2 separate regions of the Arachis hypogaea genome follow, and region 1 is linked to region 2. The links are chromatin contacts, called in public Hi-C maps. All regions are on one chromosome and are shown on one strand. The core of a region is the stretch at or near the end of the contact, and the rest is flanking DNA. Distances in the headings are between cores, read along the strand shown. Region 1 holds the start of LOC112695232 (pentatricopeptide repeat-containing protein At1g74850, chloroplastic). Region 2 holds the start of LOC112695208 (transcription factor MYB1R1).

Evidence for each region. Hi-C and Micro-C count contacts between places; a contact is called where the count stands out from the background.
Region 1: a Hi-C map of leaf shows a contact between it and region 2, with 2.1 times the contacts expected there. The contact joins the promoter of LOC112695232 here to the promoter of LOC112695208 in region 2. A contact is called at or near these places in 2 of 8 Hi-C or Micro-C datasets (leaf and an unstated tissue).

What each region holds. Positions count from the first base shown.
Region 1 is chr1:78,080,402-78,083,525 of arahy.Tifrunner.gnm2.J5K5, forward strand. LOC112695232 (pentatricopeptide repeat-containing protein At1g74850, chloroplastic) reads right to left here and starts at 1,843. Exons shown (of 4, transcript XM_025747491.2): 1 at 1-1,843. The coding sequence starts at 1,581.
Region 2 is chr1:77,917,611-77,920,503 of arahy.Tifrunner.gnm2.J5K5, forward strand. LOC112695208 (transcription factor MYB1R1) reads right to left here and starts at 1,500. Exons shown (of 3, transcript XM_025747465.2): 1 at 1,027-1,500; 2 at 632-840; 3 at 1-261. The coding sequence starts at 1,297.

The DNA of each region.
Region 1 (3,124 bases), core at 593-3,092, 160 kb after region 2:
CTGAGCATCCATATGAAGTAAAATATTCTTGGCATCCTCATAGAGCCCTCCCTTCCCACAAGCAAATATCAAACCCTCATACGTCTCCGTGTTAGGCTGTACATTCTCCTCCACCATATCATGGAACAAAGTAACCACCTCCTTAAAGTATCCACCTTCTCCAAACACCTGTATAAGAATGTTATAGGTACCAGCATCAGGCTCCGTGTTGCTAACTTTCATCTCAAGGAAAAGGTCCCTAACATCATCATACTTCCCCTGCTTCCCATACAAATTCAACAGAATACTATAAGTGGTCGCATTTGGCACGCACCCTGCCGTCTGCATCTGCCGGAACACCCCTAGTGCCTCCTTAATCGACCCCTTCTCAGCATACGCATCCAAAAGCACATTATAAGACGTTACATCAGGCAAATTACCACCTTCCTCCATCTCCCTAAGAAGCTCCGAAACCTTCTCAAGTTTATTCAATCTCCCAAAAGTATCAACAAGGTAACTATAAGTAGTGATATCAGGAACAACCCCACCTTCATTCATAGTCCTAAACACCATCTCAGCCTCATCGCCCAAACCCCTACGAGAACAAGCATGAAGCATAGTATTATACGTAACTACATCAGGCTGAACCCCTTCATGCCTCATCTCAGCAAATAACCCTAACAAACCCTCCCAATCCAACCCACCCCTCGCGCAAGCATTGATTACAGTGTTGTAAGTCAAGATACTCGGTGAAACCCTCTCTCTCTTCATCAAATCGAGCAATTCGAGGGAGGTCTGGTACTGTCCGTGGCGGCCATAGGCGTTGATTATGGCGGTGTAGGCAAAGACAGAGCGAGGAACGCCTTGTTCAGGCATTTCATCGAACACCTCGCGGCACTTGTCTAGGAGTCCTTCTCTGCCGAGCAAGGTGATGACGATTGTGTAGATGTGCTCGTTTGGCTTGCACCATATCTGGCGCTGCATGTGCTTGAAGAGTCGCAGGGTTCGTTGCCAATCGCCACGCGTGGCGAACTCCTTGAACACGAGAGCGAAGTCGTTGAGGGAGAGCTTGCTCTTGAAGGCGTCGAGGCACCGCGCGATGCTGCCACGTGGCGGAAGGCTGCTGAGCTTATTTATTAGGGTTTCGACGTCGTAGCTGTACTTGCCTTTCTCCACCGTCACCGACGGGTTCCCGAGGACGACCTCGCGGGAGCGAGCAACGGTAGTGAACTGGATGCGCCGACCGTTGTGACGACGGGGGAGGTAGAGGTGGCGGAATTGGTGGTGGTGGTGGAGGTGGAGATGGTTGGTGTTAGGATTTAGGATGAGGGTGGCGGAGAAGGGTGAGATGTTGGGGACGGTTATGTAGGGCAGTATGGTCATTTTCTCTGTGAAGCGAGCTCGGTGTTCAGAGATTGAGAAGGTACCGCAGTAGCATGTTGTTGTGGATAATGATTTTGATACTGATACGGTGCGTTTTGGCTGGAGGAGGAAGACGAAGATGGAGGAAGACGAAGCTCTCTTAGATCTGTGAATGAGTTGAGAGAAGGCCACGTGGTGTTTCCCATTGTAGATAAACCATAAAAATGAGAAATATGTCATCGGGTTACTTGACCCGACCCATGATAAGATACATTTCTGACAATGTGCTGGCGATAAACGCCAAAAAGGATACCTACCACTACCAGCGAAGGGTAAATACTGAAATACGTGAAACTGAAACTGGACCCGTTTTGGTCCGGGTTCGGTCCCCCGGAGCAGTTCGCGGTAACGGATTTTTAAACTAAAGGTTCTAGCGGGAGAAAGAGCTAAGAAGCAACCGCGTCCGTTTTTCGTTATAGATTATACAGTTTACAGTTCTAGTACCTGATTACAATTCTTCCGTTATTTTTAAATCCAATTATAAGGTCATTGATTTTAACTTTTTAAGTGATAATATATTTACAATCGGATAGTCACCAAAAAAAAAATATTTACAATCGGATATACTCTATTATTTTTAAGAAAGGGCCTGCTACACATACAAATAAAAAGGCTCTACAAATTTTACAAGTTTTCAGCCCAGACTTCATTCACACGCGCAGTCACTCACTTTGAATGGAGTGTAAAATACACGCGTGTCACTCAACGGTTGCGCTTCGCAAAAAACGCTCCTTAATGGCGCACTCTTTCACTTCTCCAAACCTTTCGAAGAAAACACAAACTGTCCATTTTCGAGCAACATTGCAAACTGTAGAGATAGAACTCGTCGTGAATATTAGAACTCTTCATCAACACAAGATAGAACTCTCCATCAACAATCTCCAGAAAAAACGAAGATATATTACTTAAGGTACATTACTATTTTACTCATCTTGTATATTTTCCACATTTCAAAATCGAAGAACTAGGTTTTACTGTTCTTCTACGTTCTTCTAAGTTTTAATGTTCTTTTTGTTCTAGGTCTCATTTTATAGTTTTTAATATTCTACTTGTTTTAGGTTTTACTGTTATTCTTGGTTCTAGGTTTTACTATTCTTCTTAGTTGTTCTACGTGTTACTGTTCTTGTTGTTCTAGTTCTTCTCGTAACTAATTTTTAGGAGTATATTGCGTAATTTGGTGGGTGTATATGGAGTAAGTTGTTGGGTGTATATGGCATAATTTGTTGGGTGTATATTTCTGAACTGATATACTGTAATATGGTCAACAGTTGCAACTGTTCTAATATTTGCTTGTCCATGGGTGTATATTGCTTGACCTTGTATATTTATGCATATTTGAGTGATATCTGACTGATATCTATGGGTGTATCTGATTGATATCTATGGGTGTATCTTACTGATATCTATGGGTGTATTTTTCATTTCAGAAAAAATGGCAGGCAGAAACCAGGCTGAAAAAAATGTAAGAACAAATATATGTCTTAGATGAAATCAGTTTTATATAATAGAAATATATCTGACTATAATTTTGCTTTGTTTATAGCAAACCAAAGACTTTAAGTGTGCAACCCATTTGTTAAGTGAGAAATTCAGAAACATGAGCGAGGAGAAGAAAACAATTGTTAGGGATTTGGGATTTGGTGGCCTGATGCACATTCCGCCACTAAGGGTGCATCACCAAATATTAAGGGAGTTGGCTAACTCCTTTAAATTAGGGGATAAC
Region 2 (2,893 bases), core at 250-2,749:
ATTTGAAGCAACAGGAATCGGATGGAGTAGCTTGGTTTGCGCATTAAGCTCCATGTTTGCCTGTCCTAGAGTTAGTTCATCCATTGGATTCCCAGCTTCGACTGATGAAATCACACCTGGACCAACCCCCAACGGATACACGGGCACCATTGGAAATCCATTGGTGTTGCTATTCTCAGGGGCTGCAGGGCACAGAGGCTGTGAATGAGGCACAATGTCTCCGTTCTGGATCTGTTCTTCCTCCATTGGGATCGAAGAGACCTAAAACAAAAATTAATAAGATCATGAATAATATGTTTCTCCACACCCCATTAGTAAGTCAACTCTTTCAATCTCAGCCTGGGGAACCCACAAGAACCTAAACCACCCCTATTTCCCCTTTAGATTAGACATCTCCCTAGTTCCCTTCAATTAACAAAAGAATTCCATAATGAAATAAACAAGACCCCCGACCCCACCAAGAACAAAAAATAATAATGGTTTTAGCTAACATGTGCTCTTACTGAACAAAAACCACATGTTATTAATACAAACAAAGAAATACCTCAGAATTAAATGTCACTCAATACTGTATTGATGACTAACCAAAACATGAATCCAGAACAAAATAAAAGAGAGGAGATTATTTTACCGAATCGGTGGTGATGTCAAAGAGGCTGGATCTGCGCCGACGGCGGTTGAGATTGCTCCGGCGGAGGAAGTACTTCTGAGCATGGCTGGCGACCTGCGTGGGCGTCCGAGTCTTGACGTAGTTCCTAGAGATCCCTCTCCAATCACCTTTCCCTACCTTCTGCAATCCCACCAGGAATAGCTTGTGCTCTTCCTCCGTCCAGGGAACACCTGAAGTTTCCGATCGCAATTTCAGTTTCACTCTCATCACCAGAATAATCAATAACCATAGGTATCAATTTTACAATTCATTCAACAACACTAATTGATTATCAATTTATCATGTGAATCAACTTTTTACAGAGATCAGTGATCGATCGGAGAAATTTATATATGCGTGGTATTGAAATTTCGAACCTCGCTTGCGCTCGCGCTCGCGGTTCTTGCCGGAGTTGAGAGGAGCGGCGTCGTCGGCGGACGCGTAACCGGTGGCGGAGAAGGCAGCGTCTTTGTTGTTGTTGGAGTCATCTTGAGGATGCACGTACTGCGACAGATTGTTCATACTGACGCTTTTCCTCATGGAGTCCACCACCACCCTAACGCCGAACAGCATAATCTCGCCGGCGGCGGGGGAGTCACCGTCGCCGGAGATGGAGGAGTCTGCGGCGGCGGCGAAGGTGCTACACATCTTCTTCGATCGAGCTAATTGAGTTGGACTCGAGGCGGAATCGGAGCTTCCGTACTTGACGAGTCAGTGACTCGGTGGAGAGAGAGAGAGAGAGAGAGAAGAGAAGAGAATCTGGGAGATAGTGGTGCGTGCTGTGTTTAATATAAGAGAGGTTGAGAATGGAGATGAGGTGGCAACCATGTGGACTCAGAAATTTAGAAAATATTTTATAATAATTATCAGATCAAATAAAATTTTAGGATTATTCTCTATGAAAATTAATTATATATTATTAATTTTACAATCAAAATATATACCTATCATTCTTTTGTTATAATTAAAATTAAATCTTTTTTTTCTAAAACTAAAGATGAACACAGTAATAATCTATTTATTTTATATTACTAATTTTATAATTTAAATATGCCACATACCATTCTCAATTAAAATCAAATATTTCTCTCTAAACTTAAAAATAAAAACTGTAATAATCTATTATATATTACTAATTTTACCATCAAAATATGTCACATGTTATTTTTTATTACAATTAAAATCAAATATCTATTCTATCTATTCTATTATATAAAAATCAGATTTTTTCACTTAATGATAAAGTTGGCGTGACATGTTTTGAAGAGTGTTTCCTGATTTATTTCTTTTAACTCATTAAATACAATTCATTACGATAGACTAATTATATCAACTAATTGATTTGATTAAATATTTAAGTATCACACAATTTAATATTATGTATATTAATTAATTGAATATAATTATTAGAGTATAATTATGATCAATTAGCATTATTCAACATATCTGAATATTTATTATAAGACGTCTTTATTATTTCAATTCTTTTATCACATATAAATACCATTCTATATTGTATCATTTTACACAACTTGAATACTTACAAACCTTTTTCTTATTGCTCTATCTTCCCTGCCATGGTATCCTCCTTGAGTAGAATAAGTTGATTTTCTTTGAGTGAAATCAACGTAATTTTCATACTTTTTTTCTGCGCCATTTTTTTCTTTCTCTTTTTTCATTGCTTTGATGCTTTTTTAACATTACTAATTAACTCATCCACTACTTATTCTCTTGGAGAAACCATATGTTTTTCGTCACCTCCCGATAGTTTGTTATCTTTTTGCACTTTGTCACTTTTCAGCAGTCTTTCAGTAGTTCGCCATCTTTTCAGCAGTTGGCCACTCTTGCGGCAGTTCCGTTTGCGTTCTCTTACAACAGTTCCGTCTGCGTTCCCTTCTAGCAGTTTTGTCTGCGTTTTCTTTTGGCAGTTCCGTCTGCGTTTCTTTGTGGTAATTCTGTCTGTGCTTTCTTCCGGTAGTTTCGTCTGTATTTCATTCTGACAATTTTGTCTGCGCTTTTTTCAAGCAGTTCCATCTGCATCCGTTTTTATCAATATATGCATTCTTTTTTATTTAGTTGTTTCAAATAAGTTTGAGGGGGATATCAGAGTATAATTAGGATTAATTAGCATTATTTAACATATCTGAATATTTATTATAGGATATTACGTCTTTATTATTTCGATTCTCTTAACACCTATAAATACCCTTCTATATTATATCATTCTACACAACTTGAATACAC